Linked DNA regions of Mus musculus: all the other regions are linked to region 3. The links are chromatin contacts, called in public HiChIP or PLAC-seq and Micro-C maps. All regions are on one chromosome and are shown on one strand. The core of a region is the stretch at or near the end of the contact, and the rest is flanking DNA. Distances in the headings are between cores, read along the strand shown. Region 1 overlaps Zmynd12 (zinc finger, MYND domain containing 12). Region 2 holds the start of Ppcs (phosphopantothenoylcysteine synthetase). Region 3 holds the start of Hivep3 (human immunodeficiency virus type I enhancer binding protein 3). Region 4 holds the start of Rimkla (ribosomal modification protein rimK-like family member A). Region 5 holds the start of Foxj3 (forkhead box J3).

What was found. A called contact is a pair of places that touch in the nucleus more often than the background predicts. HiChIP or PLAC-seq counts read pairs in DNA pulled down with a chosen protein or histone mark.
Region 1: a Micro-C map of embryonic stem cells shows a contact between it and region 3, with 2.0 times the contacts expected there. The contact joins the enhancer-like site here to the promoter of Hivep3 in region 3. A contact is called at or near these places in 2 of 39 promoter capture datasets (embryonic stem cells and stem cell-derived epiblast-like cells), 4 of 484 Hi-C or Micro-C datasets (the G1E-ER4 cell line, cerebellum and embryonic stem cells) and 1 of 115 datasets of contacts at active chromatin or transcription factors (embryonic stem cells).
Region 2: a contact with region 3 is called in an H3K27ac HiChIP or PLAC-seq map of large pre-B cells, with 4 times the contacts expected there. The contact joins the promoter of Ppcs here to the promoter of Hivep3 in region 3. A contact is called at or near these places in 3 of 39 promoter capture datasets (embryonic stem cells, liver and pre-B cells), 4 of 484 Hi-C or Micro-C datasets (the G1E-ER4 cell line, cerebellum and embryonic stem cells) and 5 of 115 datasets of contacts at active chromatin or transcription factors (bone marrow-derived macrophages, embryonic stem cells, large pre-B cells and 2 more).
Region 4: an H3K4me3 HiChIP or PLAC-seq map of embryonic stem cells shows a contact between it and region 3, with 10 read pairs. The contact joins the promoter of Rimkla here to the promoter of Hivep3 in region 3. A contact is called at or near these places in 1 of 15 datasets of contacts at CTCF or cohesin (large pre-B cells), 2 of 484 Hi-C or Micro-C datasets (cortical glia and embryonic stem cells), 2 of 115 datasets of contacts at active chromatin or transcription factors (CD8 T cells and embryonic stem cells) and 2 of 9 other capture datasets (embryonic stem cells and liver).
Region 5: a contact with region 3 is called in an H3K4me3 HiChIP or PLAC-seq map of pro-B cells, with 6 times the contacts expected there. The contact joins the promoter of Foxj3 here to the promoter of Hivep3 in region 3. A contact is called at or near these places in 1 of 39 promoter capture datasets (hippocampal neurons), 3 of 484 Hi-C or Micro-C datasets (cerebellum, embryonic stem cells and pre-B cells), 3 of 115 datasets of contacts at active chromatin or transcription factors (bone marrow-derived macrophages, microglia and pro-B cells) and 2 of 9 other capture datasets (liver and pancreatic islet).

The regions. Positions count from the first base shown.
Region 1 is chr4:119,439,390-119,444,444 of GRCm38.p6, reverse strand. Zmynd12 (zinc finger, MYND domain containing 12) reads right to left here. Exons shown (of 8, transcript NM_001014900.2): 4 at 2,527-2,696. Among named protein-coding and RNA genes, the nearest start is that of Zmynd12, 19 kb to the right of the region's middle. Within about 2 kb of position 1,809, at least 30 of the 459 cell types and tissues checked have an H3K27ac peak or open chromatin away from gene starts, as enhancers often do. A contact at or near this core is called in embryonic stem cells and stem cell-derived epiblast-like cells, where this site is marked.
Region 2 is chr4:119,419,566-119,424,396 of GRCm38.p6, reverse strand. Ppcs (phosphopantothenoylcysteine synthetase) reads left to right here and starts at 1,977. Exons shown (of 3, transcript NM_026494.4): 1 at 1,977-2,551; 2 at 2,714-2,817. The coding sequence starts at 2,044. It overlaps Zmynd12 (zinc finger, MYND domain containing 12), which reads right to left and starts at 1,713. Exons shown (of 8, transcript NM_001014900.2): 1 at 1,402-1,713. The coding sequence starts at 1,511.
Region 3 is chr4:119,812,415-119,817,260 of GRCm38.p6, reverse strand. It overlaps Hivep3 (human immunodeficiency virus type I enhancer binding protein 3), which reads right to left and starts at 2,583. Exons shown (of 9, transcript NM_010657.3): 1 at 2,471-2,583.
Region 4 is chr4:119,489,390-119,494,009 of GRCm38.p6, reverse strand. Rimkla (ribosomal modification protein rimK-like family member A) reads left to right here and starts at 1,412. Exons shown (of 5, transcript NM_177572.4): 1 at 1,412-1,713. The coding sequence starts at 1,551.
Region 5 is chr4:119,536,512-119,541,016 of GRCm38.p6, reverse strand. Foxj3 (forkhead box J3) reads right to left here and starts at 1,356. Exons shown (of 13, transcript NM_172699.3): 1 at 1,172-1,356. It overlaps Frg2f1 (FSHD region gene 2 family member 1), which reads left to right and starts at 2,248. Exons shown (of 4, transcript NM_001004178.1): 1 at 2,248-2,409.

The sequences.
Region 1 (5,055 bases), core at 560-3,059, 370 kb after region 3:
GCCCGGCCATGGACTGGGACGGATAAACAATGCTGGAGCCTCTGGGCAGCAGCTGGCCAGATCCTCAACAGGCTAAACATGGAATTGCTGTGTGGCCCAGGAATGCGTACCTTCCCAAGAAAAATGGGCACACATGACCACATGTGAACACACTGGTTCATGAACATCTGTCACAGTCATTCTTACCAGTCCCAGGGCAGAAACAGCACACACATCCATTGTCTCAAGAGTGGACAAACGGCCTGTGCCCTAACCAGGGTAGACTGCTACTTGACAACAGAAGACATGAGCTGTGGCTCAGGATGGATGGACTACAAGCACTATGCAGGTGAGCACAGTCAGACAGACTCTAGACTCTGCCTGCAATTCTCCCTCTGTGAAGAGAGCATGCCTGTGCTGGTGGCACACAACTTTAATCCCAGCCCTCAGGAAGCAGAGGCAGGCAGAGCTGTGGGAGTTCAAGGCCAGTCTGGTCTACAGAGTGAGTTTCAGGACAGCCAGGGTTACACCAAAAATTCTATCTCAAAAGAAGGAGGAGGAGGAGGAAGAAAGGAAAGAAAGAGAAGGAAGGAGGGAGGGAGGGAGGGAGGGAGGGAGGGAGGGAGGGAGGGAGGGAGGGAGGGAGGGAGATCGATCTATGTAGACAGAGACCAGCTGCCTGGGGTTGGGATTTGAGTGGAAATGACTGCAAATGGAAATGAGGGGCTTCTCTGAGTGATGGAAATGTGCTCCTGGTTGTGTAGCTCTGTACTAAAACTTACATGAAAATGAGTGATTTTGTAATTTGTATCAGTGAAGTGTGTGTTAAAGAAGGGGGAAGACATGTAGGTGTGATAGGGAATATCTGTAATTCCAGCACTCAGGAGCTGAAGCAGGATGATGCTGAGTTCAAGATCAACCTGGAATATAATAAGACCTTGTCTCAAAAAGGGTATCTCGAGACAGTGTGGCATGCACCTTTAATCTCAGCACGTGGAAGGCAGAAGCAGGCGGATTTCCATGAGTTTGAGGTCAGCTAGGATACATAGTGAGACCCTGTTCAAAAAGAAAGCAAACAACAAGTGTGTGTGTGTGTGTGTGTGTGTGTGTGTACACTCAGGAAACATGGTTTTGAGGTTTTGATCTAATTCCTAATTGTGTGATCAGCACAAGACAGAATATGCCTGCCTCTACTTAATTAACTGAAGGATGTGGGGGGTAGAGGCAAACATAAATGAAGAAAACTTGCCAGGCATGGTGGCACACACCTTTAAGCCTAGCATCCAGGAGGCAGAGGCAGGCAGATCTCTGAGTTCAAGGCCAACCTGGTCAACGTATCAAATTCCAGGACAGCCTTAACTATATAATAAGACCCTCTCTCTTTAAAAAAAAAAAAAAAAAAGTCTTGGTTAAGGGCTTGGACAAAAACAGATGACATAGGGCTGCCTGAAGTCACTTAATGGAAGAGTAACTGGAGATATGGAAGTCACAAAAGCAAGAGGGCCAACAGAGCACCAAGAACAGCAATGGCACCCCTGTACCTCAGAAAACCAGAGGAGATGGCATGGGTAATGGAGACCAGCCAGAGCTGGAGCTAGGGCCACTAGACAGGAGCTGTATCCAGAAAGGAAAGCTGACTGCTCCACCAGACCCACCCCCTCCCCCACTGTAACTCCACCCTCCTGCTGTGCCTCCCACTCTTCAGTCCCTAGCAACACTCTTCAGTCCCTAGCAAAGCCAGACAGTGATGGTGCGATGGCGTCCAGGACAGCCACAGAGGGCAGCCTTCCAGGGCAGAGAGCTGCACACAAGATGGCCTTGAGGAACGGGGAAGAGTCTAAGGCGAGCACAGAGGCAGGCAGCCAGAGGGAGGGAAGGCTGCCTGGAGGAAAGGTGAGCGTAGAGCGTAGAAAGGGCCCATGGGAGTGCAATATGACCCAGCCTAATCCGGGTCAGGGACAGGAACTCTATCTGGTACTATTTTCCAGCCCCAAAATTTGACTAGGAACTCCTGAACTGGAGAAAAACAGCTCATCTGACTCCCGTATCTCACATTTGTACGGGTTTATAGATTGTAAGTGCTTTCCTATAGATCTGGCTCATTTAAATTTAATAACTACACTCTGAAGAAGAAACGTTAATATTATTTTAACAAATAGCCACAAAGTCCAGTGTGTACAAACATCTATTATTAATCTCTGCAATGTGCTGATGTGGTTGGGACCGGTTTATGATTTGTGTCTTAACATGTGATGAGAAAGGTTAAATAATTTGTCACAGAACTAGCATTGCTGGAAGCAGAAGCACAACCCTTCTTCCCTTAGCACTGTGCAGTTCTGTCTCTCCAGATTAGCCTCAGACATCTGGGTGGGGAAGGTGGGGTGGGGCCTGGCCACATTTGCATAGCTAGGAAGTAGAAAGGCTGAGTTCTTGCTGCTGCTCCCAAAATGGCCAGCATAAGCAGTGTTAGAGAAACACTCAGCCAAGAGAAACACTAAGCAGAGCCGTTCTTGGAAATACCCAGGTATTTTAAGTGAGCTTGCTCACATCATTAGCCAGATGGTACCGGGCTTCATCGAGGTTTTTCTTGGCTATGTAGAGAAGGCCCAGGTTCCGATGCAGTAAAGAGTGGGTGGCGTTACTACAGTCAGTTGACTTGAGGACTGTCCATTGGGCTTGGGATAGATATTCTTCAGCCTGCACTATCCGGCCCAGACCTGCCAAAAGTCAGTTGTAAAAGAGGTATAAGCCAGGTATGGTGGTGCACGCCTTTAATTCCAGCACTCGGGAAGCAGAGGCAGGAGGATTTCCTGGAGTTCCAGTACAGCTCAGGCTCTGTAGAGATACCCTATCTCAAAAACCCATAAATAAATAAATAAATAAATAAATAAATAAATAAATTATAATTCATATTTTAACTAAAGAGTATATAATGACATATGGGTTATCATACATTGGTTTATTCATTGATACAAATTTTTATTAGTGCCCAAAGTTGCTCGTGAACGTTCATAGCAATCCATCCTTAACTGATGCTCATGAGTGAACTGTGATTAGTCATAAAAAGAATATTGCCTGTATATATGCTACAGAGAGGACAGCTTGAAAACAGCATGCTATGTGAAGCCAGACCCCCAAAGCCACATATTGTCAGACTCCATTTATGTGAAATGTCCAGAACAGGCACACATAGAGAGAAGGGACTTAGTAGTGGTGGGGGCGTATCAGAGAGAGGAAGAGGTGAGGGTGTTTAACAAAGGGCAACGACGAACAACTATATGGAGTTTTAAAGCTGGGGGAGCGTTCTGGAATTGAATAGTGGTGAGTATACAACCTTTTGAATATATAACCTTCTGAATATATTACATTGTACCTTAAAAGGATGAACTTATAGATTGTGAATTCTCTCTTTCTACAGATATATACAATGCAGAGAGAGCAGGGAAGAGAGAGATACACTGGGATGTTAACTTTTATTGATGTATTTATTTGGGTAGCTTTTTGTTTTGCTTTGCTTTAGACAGAGTCTCTGTAGCTCTGGTCTTGACCTCTATGTCTACCAGAATGACCTTGAACTCACAGGGATCCTCCTGCCTCTGGCTCCTCCGTGCTGGGAAATAAGGGTGTGCGCCATCAGGCTAGGTTTGTACCAAAGCTTTACAAAGATCTATTTTATTTTGATTATGTGTATGTGGGGGTCGGGTAAGTGCACATGCATACTGTTCTTGGAGAGGACAGAAATATGATGTCAAATTCTCTGTAACTACAGGAAGTTATGAGACATCTAACAAGGTTGCTGGAAACTGACGTCCTGTGCACAAGCAACATATACATACTTCATTTTTCTCTGTCTGGTTCTTCTCACGGAGGCAATGCTAAAGAAGAAGGTCTCAAGGCCGAGCTGCAACTGCATCTAAACAAACATCGTTCCTGAAGGAAAAGGCATTCTAGGGAAAGGGCACCACAGGCTTCGGGTTCAGAGAGCCAGACTATATCTATAACTAGCAACGAAGTGAGCAGGGCATCAGGAAAACCAGGACAAGAGGGAGAAGTTTCTGAGTGAGTGACTTAAAAAGAGATGCAGAGTTAGAGAGACAGCTCAGCAGGTAAAAAACCATGACATGCCCAAAGCCAGACAGCCTGAGTTCTATCACTGGGACCTACACTGTGAGAGAAGAGAACCGACTCCCTCTGACCTCCACATGAGGGCCATGGCACATATGCCTGTGAATACATACACATAAATAAAATTAATTAAGGTTAAAAACCAAAAAACACAACCTAGACTTTGGAGATAGGGAAAGGCTTCCAGACCAAAGACGAGAAACCTTGATCTGAGACCTGAGAGACAACAAGGAATTAATTAGGTGGAAAGGAAGAAAGAGTCTCCTCCAGGACTTGAAAGAAGGTATCTTAAGTGGAAGAAAGAAAACAGCAGGAGAGAGATGCCATTGGAGGCCTCGGACTGTGTAGGAAAGTGGACCTGCAGTGGGATCGCATTGCTCGGTGGAGGTGAGATTGAAGACAGCCTCGAGGACATGGGGAGAGCAGTTAGCGGGCAGGTGGTCGACGCTGGGACTTTGGCTTAAATGACTTTTTCAATGACCTGTAGTCAGTGTCAGGGTGCACAGAGTCTGGGCTGCACTTTCTGGCCTGGCGTTCTGCCCACAGTCTAGAATGGGGTGTCAGACCTCAGCAGGGTGAGGAAGTACAAGACCTGGTACAGAGAGCCGGAACCAAATGTCTAAGGACAAGATCCATGCAGGAGTCAGCCTCGAGGGAGGGGACAGCACTCACACAGAGGGGAGGGCATCTTTGGGGTGGACACTTAGACTGGAGGAGAAGACTGGTTCAGCTTCTGGAAGCCCATTATACATACAAACCCATCAATGGCCATGGAAGCCAGCATCCTCCCTGTGAGAGAAGCGGCCCGAAGATATGAAATGAGAGATTGGACTGAAGATGTGGTTCTACACACACGCCCATGTCATATGCTTGAGATTGTCTTTCTGTAAAGCACTATAAAACTTTTGTTTATGACAAGGAACTCAAATCTTTTTATCTTCCCCGCCCTGT
Region 2 (4,831 bases), core at 728-3,227, 390 kb after region 3:
ACGTAGGACATGGAGGAAGGGCACCTGGAACAGTCTGAGAAGGGGAGGATCCTGTGATCTAACGAGAAGGCAGGGTCTGCCTTCCCCTGTCCCACACTGCTGCTGCCTGCCATCGTGACCCTCCCCTGTCCCACACTGCTGCTGCCTGCAGGAAGAAATGCATCTTACAAATACATATTATTTATGCAGTATAAATGCAGGTTGTGAGTTATTCACCGAATCCCTGTGTGGAAATCACTGGCTGGGACTCACGCAGCTTTCTTTCCCATTTAGGTTTCAGCCAAGGTCTTTCACTCTTTAACCAAACCAGTGCTGTATGGCTGGAACGGCCCACCCTTCTTCTGTGTCTTCACATAGCAAGCCCGTACTGGCCTCTCAATACTCAAATCTTATTTCAAAGAAACCTTTTTTAGATACTGCCCCAGTCACCATGTTACCCTCCTCAGAAGTCTCAGGGCTCAGGAGTGACAGAACTTAGCATGTAAAATGAAAAATAAGGCTTTAAAAAAACCACACACACACACAAGTCATTTGGCTATGAGTTAAGTTTGGAAGGTCAGTATCCTAGTTTTGTGAGGCCCAAAATAGAGTCTAGGGCAGGGGATGTGACTTAGTTGGTAGTTTGTCTAGTATGCACGGTGCCTTGAGTTCTCTCTCTAGTACTACACAAACCAGGCATGGCAACACATACTTGCAACTCCGGCCCTTGAGGGGTGTGGGTACGATGTTCAAAAGTTCAATTCTTAGCTTACATAGTGAGTTTGAGACCAACTACATGAAACTCTCTTATAAAAAAGGATGGGGATGGTGTTAATGCGAATACATTTAAACCCCTCGCATCTTGAATTACTACCTCTCCTACATTCAAACTCCCTTAGCTGTGCACTGGCCAATAGTCTTTCTTCTAGTCCTGAAGAACACGTCTTCCCTACTTAAGAACCCTACCTGTGCCTTTGTAGGGCAAGAACACCGGCTCTTTAGCTCCTTAACTTCAGACCAATCGTCTACTCTGAGAGAAGCTGTCTGCCCAATTTCTCCTCCCATTTCCTTTGACTTGCCATTTCTCCCTGAAATTATCATTTGTCTACTTCTCTGTCTTCAGAGTTCTCCTTGAGCTTTGAGAGGAGAGATCTACAGAAATGGCCCCATTATGTTCAGCACCAGGAAGGGTTTGCAACACAGTAACAGTAGGAGCCCCGCAAAACATCAGGCAAAAAACCCAGCAGAGCCGGAGAAGACGCAGAGGAAGCCACAGAAGTCTTAGACACGCGTCTTCAAGCCTGCTCTGGACTTGTGGGGTCCCTGGCAGGAAAGGCCACAAAGGACAGACACACGAGGCCAGACCCGTGTTGGGAGACAGGGAGGGAGCAGAGGCACCAGGCACCATGTTCCAGGGCCTACCAGTAATAAGTGACTGTACAGGCCGTGCACATCCGCTCGGCCGGGGCTTCGCACACCTCACAGGAGAGCCGGCGCCCCTTGGGCACCGCCAGCGGGTAGATCACGTTCATGGTGCGGCCGGCGGCGTCGGTCTCCAGGACGGTTGCCTGGCTAGCATCCGCAAGGCTGAGGTGTCACGTGACAACCACGGGCCAGCCCGGACGTCGGGATTTCAAGGGCAAGGGGGAGGGGCGGGACTGACTGCGACAATTGGGGAGGGGAGAGCACAAACTCTAAATCTCAAAGGTTAAATAGCCAGAACTTGACTGCCATGTAGCCCGAGCCTGGGGAGAACTATACGGTGGCCGGTATAGGTCAAAAACAACCATTTCGTTTTCCAAACTAGGAAATCCACAGGAAGCATAATTTTTCTGGATTTTCTAGATACGTTCTTCCTCTAGACGCTTCCCGACGGGCTTTCCCAGAACAGGCAAGCATTTCGAGCCTTAGCGAGATCAGGACCTACTGGCGGACATAGGAAAGGGAATGACCATAGTCACTATTTGCGGCTGCGCGCAGCCCAGGTATCCGGAAGGGGGCGTGGCGCCAGCGGCCCGGCGTGCCCGGGCGCTGTGGTTCTACCGTGGGGTGACTACAGTGCAGATGGCGGAAATGGACCTGGTGGCTGAGTTGCCGCGTCCTGCGGGTGCTGCGCGCTGGGCCGAGGTTATGGCTCGCTTTGCGGCCAGGCTGGGCGAGCAGGGCCGGCGGGTGGTGCTGATCACATCTGGAGGCACCAAGGTCCCCCTGGAAGCGCGAGCCGTGCGCTTTCTGGACAACTTCAGTAGCGGGCGACGCGGAGCCGCGTCGGCGGAGGTCTTCCTGGCTGCCGGCTATGGAGTCCTGTTCTTGTACCGAGCGCGCTCGGCCTTCCCCTATGCCCACCGCTTCCCGCCCCAGGCCTGGCTGTCAGCCCTTCGGCCTTCTGGCCCAGCCCAGTCGGGCAAGCTGAGTCTGGAGGCCGAAGAGAATGCGCTCCCGGGCTTTGCTGCAGCATTGCAGAGCTACCAAGAGGCAGCCGCTGCCGGCACCTTTCTGGCTGTAGAGTTTACCACTTTGGCGGATTATCTGCATCTGCTGCAGGCTGCTGCCCTGGCTCTCAGTCCATTAGGTGAATGTTCCAAGGAAATCCAAAGGTTTTCCTGGCTGTAGAGCCGTTCTCCCTAGCCTCTTTTCCCTATTGCTTGCTGCCTACCCCACAGCCAAGGAACCCGAGTTAAAGAAAAGATTCCATGCCCTTCCCCGATTTCTTATACTCCGTTTATCTTCACAGGCTCTTCTGCGATGTTTTACCTGGCCGCGGCAGTGTCAGATTTCTATATTCCTGTCTCCGAAATGCCTGAACACAAGATCCACTCATCTGGTGGCCCACTGCAGGTGATGGGCTCTTCTCTTCCAGAGATCTGACCCCCTCTAACCAATCTTGGGTTACTTTCCTCTTGATCTGGATGGCCTTTCAGCCTTCTGTATGAGCTAGGCACTGGGAATACAGAGATGAATAAGACACTGCCCTCAAGGATCTCACAGTCTAGCGAGGGCCTGGACACCAGCCATAATCACAGATCAGAATGATAAATGCTGTAGTGGAGGTATGTACAAAGTGCAGTCAGATCCCCGGGGTAGTGAGACGGGGGTGTCAGGGTGATGGAGATGACTCATCAAAAGATGGACAGAGGGCCTGATCAAGTGGGGAAGGTTATTCTAAGTGGAGTTACAAGTTGGAGTTTGCAACTGGGTAATGTTCTGTGAACCAAAGTGCTTTGGTAAGGCTGAAGAGGCATCTTGCCTCTTGGTATACACAACCTTTGTATTCCTTAAGACCCTTGAACTTTATCCTGTGGAGCCTGGAGACACAAAGGTGGAAGGAAAGACAAGACGTTGTTTGGATGCAGCAGCATCTTCCCTTTCATTGCAGCCCTCCAGGGACAGATGGGCTCTTCATTTCAAGGCTAGCCTGGTCTACCTAGTGAATTACAGGCCAGCCAGAGCTGCACAGTGAGAGAGTAAATAAATCTCAAAGTAAATAAATAAAAGTAAAAAGTTTTGTTTGTACAGAATATCCTAGTATTTTGGAACTAGGAAGCAGAGGGATAAGTGGGGGTTATTGTCCTTTCAGGAAGAAGAAGGGGAGGATAGTGTCACCTTAGTGTCACCGCTGAAAATTGAAGGTGATTTGGTGTCTTGGAACATGAGGGAAATCATAGACATTTGTTGGCTGATATAAGTAGTGTTTATTGATGAAATTGTCTGAGGGGCGCCTTGGGGATAGTTAAGTTACACATTTCAGAGTACCTACTGTGTGCCAAGTGTTATTGTGGAAGAGAAGTACACTGGCAGTTGCTGGCATTGCTTTCAGTCTGCAGGGGAATCCCTGATGCACACAGGTGGTAAATGCCAAGAAGAGAGATCAAGTGGGAGCTTGTGTGGGATTCCTGGCACACTTGCAGGCAGAACTCATACTCTTTAAAAATCCTGGGATCTCCAGTTTATCCTTTTTTTTTTCTTTCTACCTTAAAAATATCCAGAATGAACTAGGCAGTGGTGGCACACACATTTAATCCCAGCACTTGGGAGGCAGAGGCAGGCAGATTTCTGAGTTCGAGGTCAGCCTGGTCTACGGAGTGAGTTCCAGGACAGCCAGGGCTAAACAGAGAAACCCTGTCTCAAAAAAAAAAAACCAAAACCAAAAACAAAAAAATCCAGAACAACTTAGTATTCCCCTTTGGTTGTATAAGGTTTAGGAAACAGGGCAGGGACTTTAATCAAGTGAAGACCAAGTCAGTCATGTCTCAGTACTCTGTTGTGATTATTGTATTAATACTTTTAGTTAACAAATGAAAAAAAAAAAACCTCCAAGTACAAATCAAATCAGTAGCCACGCCCACCAGCACGACATTTTAGACTTGAGAGATTTAAAACCCAATATATTGGAATCCTGCCAAAGTAACTTTTTTTTTTCCCCTGAGACAGGGTTTCTCTGTAGCCCAGGCTGTCCTGGAACTCACTTTGTAGACCAGGCTGGCCTCGAACTCAGAAATCCGCCTGACTCTGCCTCCCAAATGCTGGGATTAAAGGTGTGCGCCATCACGCCCGGCTCAAAGTAACATTTTTATGAACAGATTATAGTTATCTTCAGATTTTCTTTAAAAAATAAAAGAGATGAGTATGATTAAAATACAATCTATAAAATCCTCAAAGACTTAAAAATATTTAAATGAGTTAAAAGGAAGTTCCAGGCTTGGTGGCAGCTCACACCTCTAACCCCAGCCCTCTGGAGACTGGCGGGAAGATCAGCATTTGAAGCCAACCTGGCCCATATACCAACCTCTAGGTTAGCCGGGGCTGCATAGTGAAACACTGTCTTTGAAAATAGTAAAATAAAGGGGAACGT
Region 3 (4,846 bases), core at 1,334-3,833:
CTTCTCAAAGTTCTAGTCCTTCCACCAGTGCTACAGACGAAGAGCAGAGCTGCTTGCTCAGGGAGCCAGGTTCCCTGCCCTGCCTGTCCTGGTACAGTTAGGGAGTGGTAAAATGTGCCCTGGGTAGTAGACTGGAAACCGGTCTGTCAGGGCCTAGGGGAATAAGTAAATAAATAAATAAATAAATAAAACCCTGAAAGACACCAAGGAACTTGCTGAGCAGGAAGAAAGACAAGTTGAAAGCTATCTAGTTGTCACACAGCTTTCTTAATGTTATCTTCCATCAAGTTGAATCTTGGAATCTGCCAGGACTTCAGACTAAATGTATCTCCTCTTGCCTGAACCTTTCACACACTAAATGCCTCCCTGGCTCATTTGGCAGGGGTCCAAGAGCAGCTTACACTTCTGCACTCTGAGGAGGGTGGCCACTGCTGTAATACAATGGGCGGAGACAGCTTGACAATAGTGCCAATTGAGTACATCTTGATCTACAGAGCGCACAGTAGCAGTTAGCCTTTAAAGCAACAACGCTCCCATCACCCCCGCCCCCACCAGCCAACTGCTGTACCAGAGTCTTGAGGACCAGAAAATAATTTTAGCCTTAGGAGGTCAGATGTAGTCACCAGTTTAACAAACCTGCCCACCAGCCCCAGGAGGAACAGATAAGGAACATGATCTCGGTCTCTATATTAAGAGCTCTGTGGACTGTGGGTACTTTACAGAGTTGGGTGGAAGGGAGAACTAAACTCTCCTGCCTGCAGAGCTCCTCACAGGACAGCTATCCTCCTACCTTGTAAAACCTCCAATATTGCAATGCAAGGATGGAAAGGGCATCCAGCTCCCAAGGCTGCACTCAAGCAGATCCACCAACATGGGGCTCGCTCCACCCCAGAGAAAAACTCTCCACAGCGAGCAGGACAGACTTTTCTTTGGCCCTTCCTCTGGAGGCACCTAAGTGGCTACCCTAGACCCAGTGTCCTTTATCCTCTTGAGTTAGGAACCTGAGGGCCCCGCAGAGGTGGCTATATCCTTCTCCATGAACAGAGAGGGGTGAGATTACAACACAAAGTTCAGACAAGCATCACCTGGGCAGAAATCAGTGGGAAAGTTTGAGATCAACACCAACCCAATTCTGAGACCTCTGTCCTCAAGCAAGAATCCTGCTCTTTGCCTGTGTTCTTGACCCTCAAATTGTTCAAATGATTCTTCCTTGTCCCCACATGCTTCCTGCTGTCATCCCACACATAATTACATAAAGACATTATAAACAACAAAAGCACCCAACTTGAGTGCAGAGGGCTGATGCTAGTATTTGGGCACTGGGTCTGATCATTAGTTGGGATTACATAATTACATAAACATGGGTTGGAGAACACTTCTGTAGAGGTTAGTTCAACAAATGCCTTGTTCTCATTCTCCCATCCCTCCACTCCCCACCCCCACCCCAACAACAGAAGGCAAGCCTGGGTTAAAAAAAAAAAAATCAAAACATGCCTGATATCTCCGGGGCACCTGGCTACCGCCTTGCAAAACCAAAGGCTGCCAGAACTTTTGAGATGCAAAGCACAAAGAGGACCACAGTACCACTCCTCTAAGCCAGCAGGCTCTTGTGCAAACATTGTCCCCAAAGTTCAAGGGCAGGTCAAGCCACAGAAAGGGTCCTGACCCTGACAAGCAGTATAAACCAAACCAGCCAGCTTCAAGGAAGTCCATACAGATCTCTGAGTTCCTCTACTCCACTACTTCTGTCCCAGCCACCAGTCTGGTTGCCCATCACCTCCCCAGGGGCCGTTTGTCACCAGCAGTGTTCCCATTTTAAAATATGGTGAAATGTGGGACATCTAGGAAGGGGCACCTGCTTTATTAGTGACAGGGCAAGACATTCCCCCAACCCCCACTCCCACTTCAGTTTGGTGTGGTGTAGTGTGCTTTGGGGAGAGGACTGACAAGGTGTGATTCTCCCCTCACCCCCCACCCACCCCCGTGGAATCGTTTTCAGGGGGTGGCAGGATTGCGAGCAGGGAGAAAAATCTCTCCCTTCGGTCCTGGCACCCAGCATCAGACCAAAATGATCCTTCTACCAAGCACTTAATAGACATCTCTGGGGCCTGACCCTTCCTAGAGCAGCAGCCTGGCCCAGGAGCCAGGTCTGCAGCGCAACGCAGCCGAGCTATCGCGGGGGGCGCGCGGCGCGCACAGGGTTACAGCCCAGCCACGGCTGCGAGTGATTGACGCGCGGGGGTCACTTGAGGTTCGCGCTCCCCCAGCCAGGCCGAGCGCGCAGACCACCGCGCACACTGTGGCCACCCTGCCAGCCCCGCCACCCAGACACCTGGCGTGAGAAAGGCAGCGACAAAATGGAATCCCAGCACTGTGGCACTTCCCGGTGGCGGCCGCGGGAGAAAACACAATCAGGGAAAAATAAAGCGCAAGGAATCCATCCGCGGAATAAAAACCCAGAGTCCCCTACCTTCAGCCTTGGGGTAGCAAGCTGGTCCTGTGTGTTCTCTGACCCACGGATCCAGCACCCTTCTTCAATTATTCCGGTCAGTCGGGATATTGTGCATTTTTTTTCATAAACACCTGTTTCAAGTAAGGGGTAAAGACCTTATTGAAGGAATTGCTCTTAAGAAATAACCTGTGCGTATGTCTGTCCATCCAGGCGTGCATGCGTGTTTGTATACACACATATGCACACGGAATACTCATGTACACTGGAGCACCAAACTAGGCAGGGGGATAATGGGAGAGTCGGCTGGTGGTGAGCATGCTCGCGCCGGGAACAGATCCACCCTCTGTTATTCCTCTGAATAAATATAAATCACGATCAGAAACCCAAACAGAAGCATCCCTCTTGAATTCCTGCTGGAAACACGGAATAAATTCAGCCCGCAGACACAGAATCTAATCAGCAGCTGCTTTCTGAATCCAGAGCCAACCCATGCCCCGCTTGTCTTTTCCACTAGGAGTCCAGACCTTTTTTTTTTTTTTTTTTAAGGGGTTTTAACCTTTTAAAGATACAGTACACCAATTATCACTTGAATAGCATGGCTGGGAATACTGAAAGAAGGCAGGCAGCACCAGGCCTATTGCCACACAGGGCAAATAGCAGGCAGTAACAATGTTCATTGACATCCATATATCTGCACACATGGATAATACATTACATGGTGGGAGAAACATATGCAAATACAGGATATATGCGAAGCACATGTTTGTTGCATGATGGGCTTCCCAATGATGAATAGCACTGCACATGAACACTTCTAAACATTCATGTTTAATAGGTCAGACTCTCGGCAGACTTTTCAAAACAGGGGTCACCCCTCTGGGGTCCCTTATTGCTCCTGAAGGGCCAGAGTGTCACTGCTGAAGGCAGTGAAGTGTCTACTGAAGCTCACCCTCCACCTCCAGCTTAATCCCAGAGCATGCCTCCCTGCCCTGCCCTGCCCCGCCCCGCCCCGCCCCGCCCCGCCCCGCCCCGCCCTGCCCTGCCCCGCCCTGCCCTGCCCTGCCCTGCCCTGCCCTGCCCTGCCCTGCCCAAGTCTCAGGGAACTGAAAGGTGTTCCCAGCCCACAGGATGGTTCTGGCACCATTTCTGATCCACCTTGAGATTCAGCCCCAGTTCCCGTTCTAGGACAGGTTTTCTTCTACTTACATCGGAAATTGAAACTGCCACCTGGGCTTTGGTATTTGACTATTCTGATCTGGCTCCTCTTTACATTTTTGTTAGCAAGGTTTCATTGCTGTCATTGTTCTGTTTTTAACTTTTTTGGGGGGGGCGGGGTCTGGGGGGGGGAGGTTGGAACAAAGTTGAGCATGAAGGTTGAACAACAGTGCAGGGAGATAAACCACCCCCAGCCTAAACTGTGCATGCCAACTACTTCAGCCACCCAGATGGCATCTAATCCAGTTTTGTTTTAGCTTTTAAAGAGGTACCACTGAGAAAAAACAAAAAGTAACTTTACTCTTACTTGAAAGGAAGAGCCTTATTTCAAGCCAAGAGCCCCAGAGGATCATCCCGGGCATGCTACCTGCCTCCTGCTCCTGACCATCAGCAGGCTCCTCCATCACTCTGTGCCTAGGGCCACTCTAGGACAGGTCCCTCCAGCTCTAGCCCCAGCTCTCATTTCCTCTTCTGGTCCTGCCAGGCAGACCACTGAAACCCATGCCTGGCTCTCTCTTACCTAGCCCTGTTTGCCTCACCCTCCCAGCCAAAACCAGCCCCCTCCCCTCCCAGACTCTTTAGAGAAAATTATCATATTTCATGTGTCATCGTCCTGGCTAGCTGAGTCTGTCACTGATTGGTTGGGCACTGGCAGCCGGAAATGTCACCAGCCACACAGCATGGAGCTAGCTCTCCTGTGGCTACCACAGACCTGAGCTTAGGAGGCTTGGTGACAAGGCACAGACCTACCACAGGGAGCCTGTCACTCTTCTCAAAGCCTCTCTTCTACCCAGACCTGGGGAGGGGGGGGGTGCAAAGGAGGCAGGAGTGTCTGCCACTGTGGTGTTAAAGGAAGAGGAGCCGCATGTTGTGAAAAAATGAAAGATGTCTCTATCCCTGGTGAAAGATCCAGGAAGAGTTCCTGACGAAAGCATTCTTTCTTCACATTAAAAAATCAGGAAGACTCGAGAAAACAATTTTTATTTTCTGCTGCTCCTCTCCCTCTAACACTACAGCATCAAGCAAGAATCATAATATGGTCAAGCTGTCAGGAATTCAGAAGGAGATTTGGGCCCTCTCCAAATCTCTTTTAAGGGCCCAGCTCTCAATTGCCCCTGCTTGGCCTTCATGCACTCTGAAGCCCACAGCTTTTTAAGACTCAGTTGTCTTTGTAGAGAC
Region 4 (4,620 bases), core at 163-2,662, 320 kb after region 3:
GTCTTAGTTAGGGTTTTACTGCTGTGAACAGACACCTTGATCAAGGCAAGTCTTATAAAAAAACAACATTTAATTGGGGCTGGCTTACAGGCTCAGAGGTTCCGTCCATTACCATCAAGGTGGGAACATGGCAGTATCCAGGCAGGTATGGTGCAGGCAGAGCTGAGAGTTCTACATCTTCATCCAAAGGCTGCTAGTGGAAGACTGACTTCCAGGCAACTAGGATGAGGGTCTTAAGCCCACACCCACAGTGACACACCTATTCCAACCAGGCCACACCTCCAGATGGTGCCACTCTGAGAATATACAAACCATCACATTTACAGAGTGAGTTCCAGGACAGAAACTACACAGGGCTACAGGGAAGCAGGGCTACAGGGAGACAAGGTTACCCAGAGAAACCCTATATTGAAAAAACCAAAATGATGATGATGATGGCGGCGGCGATGATGATTTCAAAAAGATGTTTTAAAGAGCTGGAAACACAACTGGCTAAAGTCAACCCCATAGTTATTTAGAAATGACTAGCTAGGAGCTGTGAGATGGCTCAGAGAGTAAAAGCACTTGCTGCCTAGCCTGACTTTGATCCACATGGTGGGTTTCAGGAGAACCAGATCCTGAAAGTTGTCCTCTGATCTTCACGATCAAGCTGTGGTAACAGGCCACCAGCTCACCTTGTGCACAATAAATAAATAAATAAATAAATAAATAAATAAATAAATACATAAATAAATAAATACATAAATACATACATAAATAAATGTATAATTAATTTATTTTCAAGAACCGAATACCAGGTTTCACGCTATTGTTTGCGGGCAGAATTTGCAAACGGCTAGGACCACGGACAGTATGTACAGAGGACTGAGTTGGAGGGCGGAGGGGAAGTGGGGTGTGGACTAGGAGGAAAAAACGCGCCCTAGGGGTTCCCCTAACTCAATATGGGGGTCTTAACCTGTTTTTATGACACTGGGGTTATGATGGTCAAGCGCTGGTGCAAACTGGGGTGTAAGAAAAGGAAAAGGATCTTCGAATTATCTAAATGAAGTATCTGGTTGCTAAGACCCAACTGCCTCCATCTCCCAGCCAGGCTGCAGGCCAGGATTGGGGCAGACAGATCGCTCTTCTAAGGGTCAAGTCCAGCTGCAGAGCCCCGCCATGTGACCTTGCCAGGCTGGGAGTTGTCTTTGGAAGAGGTTGGTGGTGCAACCAAGACTCGCACTTTTCTCTGGGGGAGCAGCACCGCGCCTACCCAGCCAGTGGCCCATCGGTTCCCGGGGTCGCCCCAGCCCCGCCCGGCCGCCGCAGGCTGCGCAGCTCCGCAGGCTCCGGGCCGGGTCCTCCCCGGGCGTCGCGACGTGCTGATTGGCTGGGCGGAGGCGGCGGAGGAGGCAGCGGAGGCGGCGGCGGCGGCGTCGGCGCGAGGCGATCCGGAGCATTCGCCGGCCGGGTCTGCAGAGGCGGCTGGCGCACGGCGCAAGCAAAGCCGCGGTGCTCGCCTGGGACGCGCCAGGGGGTCGCGCGGGCGAGCGGCCGCAGCTTCGGTCGCCATGTGCGCGCAGGTCTGGCTGCTGACCGACCGGCTCATCCGCGAGGACTACCCGCAGGTGCAGATCCTGCGCGCGCTCCGCCAGCGCTGCTCGGAGCAGGACGTGGGTTTCCGGGCGGTGTTCCTGGACCAGATCGCCGTCACCGTCGTCGGCGGCCACCTAGGTGAGCTCAGCCGGGGGAGGGAGGGAGGGGCACCGGGGTCCCGTGAGCCGGCCGCTCTCCTCCTTGAGCCCGGCTCCGAGGTAGCCCCTCTGCAGCAGCCTGAGGCCAAGAGTAGAGAAGATGCTTAATTCATTTAGGAGATGAGTTAATGGGGCATTCACATTCACCTGAAGCTAAAGGCACCAAACCTCACACTGTAGATTCTCCGAGCACAGGTGGCCTGCCGGATTGGATCCCGAAATTAAAAGAACCAACCCAGAATTCACAAAATTGCTCTTAGGCAGATGTTTGGGAAACTTTTCCAGTGGTATGTATGCTCCAGTGATGAACGCCCTAGGTAGAACACTATTCTCAAACTGGGAGCCTAATTATGGGAGACAGCTGAGAAAGATTGAGATCGTCTCTGGAGGGGAAGGGGCGAGAGGAGACGATTGATGGTTTCCATTAATTTGTCCTCCTCCCAAAGAATGTTTAATTCAGATTCCAAAATAGCCAAGTACTTCCAGGCCTCACTGGTCCCTTCAGTGCCGGGTCCAGGGCAATTGAGGTGGGAGGTTGGGGGAAATGGTTATTATCCCTGACTGCCTATTCAAAGCGTTCTGTTTATTCTTATTATCTTCAATACATGCCTGCTATGTATTGCTAAGCTATCCATGACTTTGGAAACTCGTATTCACTGGCTTACAGTCTGTGTTCTCGGTAAGCCCTCCGAGGTAGCCAGCTATTTCAGGGGGTCCAGGGCTGAGGAGGGTTGGGCCGTCTTGGATGCTTCTTGGAATGTTACCCATATGTCATCTTTAACTGGTTGAGTAGAGTTCCTTCTGCAAGGGTAGGGATTCCACATCCTGAACAGACTACTTACAAGTGAGGTTTTGAGTATGTGTCCCTAAGTGAAATAGCTCAGTTTTGTACATTGTTCATCGGTAGGTGTAGTTAAACCTTACTAGGTTCAAAATGCATATACTTTGGGAGTAGTTATATGCAAGCATTAGACACTCCACATTTCAAGTGGTGTGCTTAAGTGTAAAAATACCATTTTTTAAGTTTGGGTTGCTGAAACCCTCCTGATTGGTTAACGGTGAACGCCATTTCTGAACAGAGAATTTGAAGAACTAGATTCTTCTTACAGCTTTTTTGTTGCCAAATGTCTCGGCTTTGCTTTGTGATAATCACTTTGACTTTGATTTTAGGGTTTGGTTTGGTTTTGCCTTTTCACGGTTAATTTTATGTCTATGGGTGTTTTGTCTCCATGTATGTCTGTACACCATGTGCATGCAGTACCCTCAGACGCCAGATGAGGGCATCATATCCTCTGGGAACTGAAGCTATAGTTGTGAGCCACCATGCAGGCTCCAACCTGGGCCCTCTGGAAAAGCAGCCAGTGTTCCTAACCACTGAGCCCTCTCTCCTGCCCCCATCTCTTTGAATCATGTATGTCATATTTAAGTTGAGATTCTCCAAGCTTGAAAAGCTTTGGGTTCCATATTTAAGTGGAATGATCAGTTATATTTTGGTGATCTAAAACCGGTCATTAATATATACTTGTGTCCATTCCCAAGATGAGTTTCCTTGTTTTCTTTACAGCTTGTAAAAACATCCTTTTGAGAGACGGTAGTCAGATTTTCCTATTGTTTGTCAGTCTTTACGTGTACATCAGCACTTCTGAAGATGTTCTCTCTGAATGTATAAAACTTCGTGTTAAAGAATCAATTGTAAGAAAAGTGAAAATTAAATCGTAATGATTCAGGAAGCACGTAAGCAATTAAGTAGAACTCATGTGTGAAAATGTCTGTGTTCACAAACTAGTCATTTACAAGAAAATCTATATAGATGCTTGATGGATGGATGGAGAAATTGAAGACAGGTTTTTTGGTGTGTGTGTGTTTGTTTGTTTGTTTGTTGGAGACAGGTCTCGCTGGATAGCCTTAGCTGTCCTGGAACTTCCTATGTAGACCAGGCTGGCCTCAACCCCCCAGAAATCGACTTACCTGGCTCTGTGATGGTTATTTTAACTTAGAAGATCTACCCTAACCAACCTGAATTTGGATGGGGCTGGGGCTGGGGCTGGAGCAGTGACCCTCAGGTTACTAAAGCAGTCCTATAGAAAGTCCCCCTTTATACTCTGCTGGCTTAACGTCTTATCTACCTTATTTTGTTCCTTTGAGAATCTGCACGTTGTTTAATCGTTCAGTAAATGTTTATTTCCCTAAACACAAGTGATTCCAAGACCAAAACACATGTAACTAATAGTAACAACTGTAATCACGGAGTCATAGTAATAGGTCCTCACGCCAACTCGCGTGGCTTGTGCTCCGTTCTTCTTACTTATTAATACTCATAAACGTGAGTGAGGTCATTATGCACACAGCACCAGCTGGGAGTTACAGCCGTACTCAGTGGATCCTGCTGTCTTTTCACGCGCCAGTCAACATTGGCTTCACTGTTGTCTTGTGACTCCTGGGCTTCCACTGAAATATCAGTCTGAGGTCCCCATCTGGTTCCCCCCAGATGGTAGAATTCCATTCATCCCTCAAATCTAGCTCAAGTCACTGGTATCTCCTGCGTCATTCCTAAGCTCCCTTCTCTATCCCCATGGAGATATCTTCCACCTGCTACCAAACAACATCAGAGTAGCACCCATTGAAAGTTTATTATAATTGATCTGTGTACAAGGCCTGTATCCGACCCCTCCCCTATCTAGGATTCTCCAAAAAAGATTTTTTTTTTCCCATACCCAGTACATAGTAGGCCTTTGGTAATGTTCGTTACCTAGATTGAAGCATGAGGCTTGTACTGTAAAGCGCACAAGGCCTTTGTGGAGATAGAGACTGTGTTTGGGAGATCATGATTCGATGTGTATGTGTTTGTGGTGAGCTTTTCTGTGAGGACAGGTTTACTAATGACAGT
Region 5 (4,505 bases), core at 107-2,606, 280 kb after region 3:
GCAAGCAGGACTACCTAGTCCTTCTACTAGAGAAAAATCTACGTATATTACACCCAATAGAACATGCATGCTTTCTCACTAGGGTACAAAACACAAGGAAAAACTAAAGGCAAATAAACAGTGAAAGGTGAAAAGAAGCCCACCAGTTTCGAGCGCCCCGACACGACTCATTCAGAAATGTAGCAACAACTTGAGCCCTGCATCAACACAGACTAGAAAATACTAGGCCACAGTGACACAAGAAAGTAGAATAGAGAAAGGAAAACCGTACACACCAACACATCAGTTGCAAGCGCCTGCTCTCTGGAGAATTAAGCAGTAGAGAAGAGCAAGAGCTACTGGTACTGAAAAGATGTCAATTAACTAAGATCTGGTCGATCCCCTAGTAGTCTCAATTTCCTAAGAGTACAACTCTTGATTCTTCCATCAAACAAGTCATCCTCGGCAAAACAAACTGACCTTAACACCTTCCCCACGCTGCCCGGAAGAAATCACGGGGTGGAGGGGAGTAAAGCAGGGCGGGGGAAAAAAAAAAAACAAAAAACATCTCAACCAACTGCAAAAAATGGAGGGAGTGGGAGGGACGGGGCACTACCACGTGGGCAGGATGCAACACACGCAGGACAGCAGCAACACGTCCGCATGCGAAGGCTGCCTTTCCCCCAATGCCAGAGAAGGGCCCGGGGACAGGATGGGAGAGAAGGTGGGACCCTCGCCCCAGCCATTTCAGCCCCGCAGGGCACCCGCGACCCACAAGGCAGCGGCCGCCTTCCCGGCAGAATAGCGCCTGGAGGGCGAGGAGGGGACGCCGCATCGCGCCGGGAACAGGACGAGCCCGGACCAGGTGCAGGTCACGGAGCGACGAGGGCGCGACTGTCGCGGTCCTCCGCGGCCCCGGCATCCGCAGCGCGGGCCCACCTGGGGGAGGGGCGGGCGCGCGCGGCGTCGGGCTGAGGGGCAGCGGCAGCTGAGGAGTGGCGCCGCGGGTGAGGGAGGGCCGCCACCCGGCCGGCCCAGCCTGGCGCCCACCGCCGGCCACAGGGAGCGTGCGCCGAGGACGGCGAGCGCCGCTCGCCCAGGGCAGCCCCCGCCCGCGTCCCGGGAGATGCCCCAGCCCCGCCTCCCCGCCCGCCGCCCCAGCCCCGACGAGACCCTGGCGACGCGTGCTCACCTCAGGCTACGCAGGCCGGGACGGCCCGGCCGAGCCTCCGGCCGCTGCGTGCGTCTCCGTTCCCCGCGAAAGGTCCCAACGGCGCCCTCAGAGAGCGGCCCAGGCCCGGAGCGGCGCCGAGAGTGGCGGCGGCGGCGGCAGCGGCGGCGGGAGCAGCCAACATCCGGGGCCGCGCACCCGGAACTACTTCCCGACCCGCTCCCTCCCACCCCCGCCTCCCGCGACGTCTCAGCGCTCCCGGCCCGGCGTCCTCGGCTCCACGGCCCGCCCCGTCGTTGCTGCGCGATGTGCGAGGGATCCCTCCGCGGGGACAAGTAGTGCCTCTGAGCTCCCGCGGCTCTGCCTGCTTGCGGCCAGCGGGAACCGGCGGTGGGCGGTGCGGAGCGCCTTGCAGTGTTTGCGCCTCGGACTTGACAGCGGCTGGCCGAGGCGGCCCCGGCCCCACTCCCGGGATTCCAACTCCTGAGGAATGCGCCTCGTGACCTCCCCGCCTTCCAGCCTCTGCCTCTGCGCGGCCCCGTCAAGCACCCAGCGCGGATTTTCCCGGCCGCCACCGGGGCGCTTTGGACCTTGCTTGGGGACACGCGTCCTTCGGAATGTCAAGAACCCGGGTTCGAGGCCCCTCCCTACCCAGGCATGTCATCTTGTCATTACCCCTGCCGCGTCATCCTCTCCATCTCAAGTTAGCTGGCCAGGTCGTGGCCTCACTATCAACAGGTGGAGCCTTTAGTAGGGTTGTTCAGACTTCTGGTAAACTTTGGACTTTCCCTTTGGTCTTCCCTGGTCCTACCTCTGAACTGTTAGCGTTGACAATCTGTGCTATCCTGTTACACTTGGTAGGTATTTGCTGCGCAGAAGCCGCGTTAAGTCACGTACTCTTCCCTGCAGCCTCAAGAACAGCAAGTGAAGAGCAGTTGCTCAGTATTTGGACATTAGATGGTTAGATGGATGTCAGTGAGTTTGGTTGATTGAGAAAGCAAAGGTCTGAGAGAATTGACCCTGGCAACCTTGCTGAGCTAAGACAGTGTGAAACCATCCTTCCATTCCTTCATGGAGCATTGAACACTTTCATCTGTCAAGCATCTCCTGGCAATGGGAATTCTAAAGGTTTATCCACTCATTTGTCCAACAAAGACATAAAAAGTCATTGTACCAGGCACTACTGTAGTGCTTCAGATTAATCAGTGAACAGAAAAGGCCGGTGGAGGGGCAAGTATCATTCCCTCATGGGCAGAAAGGTGATAAAAATTATGAATTATGTAATAATGTTAGAAAACATTGAATGATACCTTGGGGGATTGGGGAGGAGCACTCAGGACAGAGCTGTGTGGAACACTAGAAGGAAAATCCTTTTAAAAAGAGCTGCCTGGGTGAGCCACAATAATAAGGCAACTTGAATCAGAGGTTTGAAAGAAGTGAAGGGATTTGATGTAATTGTGGTTAGAACATCCCTGTGAGTGTTAGAAGTAGCGAGGGTCGGGAGAGGTAAAAGATAAGGACAGAGGGGTATCTTGTGGGCTATTGACAGTCTCTCCAGAGCTTTAAACAGTGAATGCTCTGCTTAGAGTACAGGGTAGGAAGTCAGAGGGGGCACTACCCAGGGACAAGGTGATGACCTAAATTAGGACAGAACCACACAGGAAAATAAGACACGGGCTTTTATATTTTTAAGCACTCAGTCTAGGGGCTAGCAAGATGGCCCAACAGGTAAAGGAGATTACTCCACAAGCCTGGAACCAGAACCTAATCCCTGGAATCCATGTAAAGTAGAAAAGAACCAATTCCACACACATGCTGTGGTAAGTGCGCTATACACGTGTACACACACACACCACAATAAATAGTTAGAAAAATAATTCATCTAGATGCATGCTCATAACTTCAGCTCTAAGAAAACTGTGGCAAGAGAATGATAAGTTTGAGGCCACCCTGGGCCACATGGACTCTGTCTCAAAAACAAAGAACTCATAGTCTAGTGAGACATAAGTAAACTGATTACATAACATCATGACAAGGAGAACATAGTCCCAAAGAGGATACCCCCACCACCCCCCTTGCCAGTCTTCCTGGGGAAGGGTAGACTACCGCAGATTCATAGAGAGAATTAGAATTACCTGGTTGGCTGGTCAATCAAGTGGCTCCTCAGTTGAACATAATTAACACTAGCCTTCCCAGCCTCTCAGATCTCAAAGTTCACCTTCCTCCACCTAGGCTTGAGACAGAATACTAAAAAGCAGCCTGGGTGCTGCTCTTAAAGAGACGGGTACAAAGCCAAGCAGTGGTGGCAGACGCCTTTAATCCCAGCACTTGGGGGGCAGGGGCAGACGGATTTCTGAGTTCAAGGCCAGTCTGGTCTACAGAGTGAGCTACAGGACAGCCAGGGCTACACAGAGAAACCCTGTCTCAAAAAACAGAGAGAGAGAGACTGATACAGCTGTTTCCGTTTGTGGGAGGGGTAAATTGAAGCCAGGAGTCACCAGGATTTGACCTGGAGATCAGGATCATAAAAGACCATAGTCAGGAATCTCTCTGAGACACTTAAGTAGAGTCAGCCAGAAGATAAAGTACAAAGACAAGCAGGGACTTGGCTCTAAACCACTTTGGCTACCTCTGTAATGGCTATTCCTGGTTGTCAACTTTATCTGGAATGAACTACAATCAGAATTGGAGGGCACACCTGTGATGCAGATCTTGAGGCTGGAAGAGAAGTTTCAGACCTAGATCTTGGCGTGGAGATCTTGAGCCATAGTGGCCATGAAAAGTTTACACCCAGGCAAGGTAGTACATGCCTTTAATCCCGGGAGACTGAGGCAAGGAAGATCTCTGAGTTCAAAGTCAGCCTGGGAAAGAGCAAGTCCCAGATCCACACTGTTAATCTAGGCCACACCTTCTGCTGGAGACATAGCACAGCTGCCCATTGTCAGGTTAGTTATTAGATTACAGACACACAGTCATCACAATAAATTCACTTAACATATCTCTATATGTTAAGTTGCATAAGTTCTGTGATTCTAGAGAACCCTGACGAATTGCATAAGTTCTGTGATTCTAGAGAACCCTGACGAATACAACTTCCTCTTACAAGTCATGGACAGGACAGGCAGTGGTGGCGCACGCCTTTAATCCCAGCACTTGGGAGGCAGGGGCAGGCAGATTTCTGAGTTTGAGGCCAGCCTGGTCTACAAAGTGAGTTCCAGGCTACACAGAGAAACCCTGTCTCTAAATAAATAAATAAATAAATAAATAAATCAGTCGTGGACTGGACTTCTTACTGTTTAGAATTCTGAGATACCGTCCAGAGATATTCATTCTGGCTTACAGGGTGCATAGAATT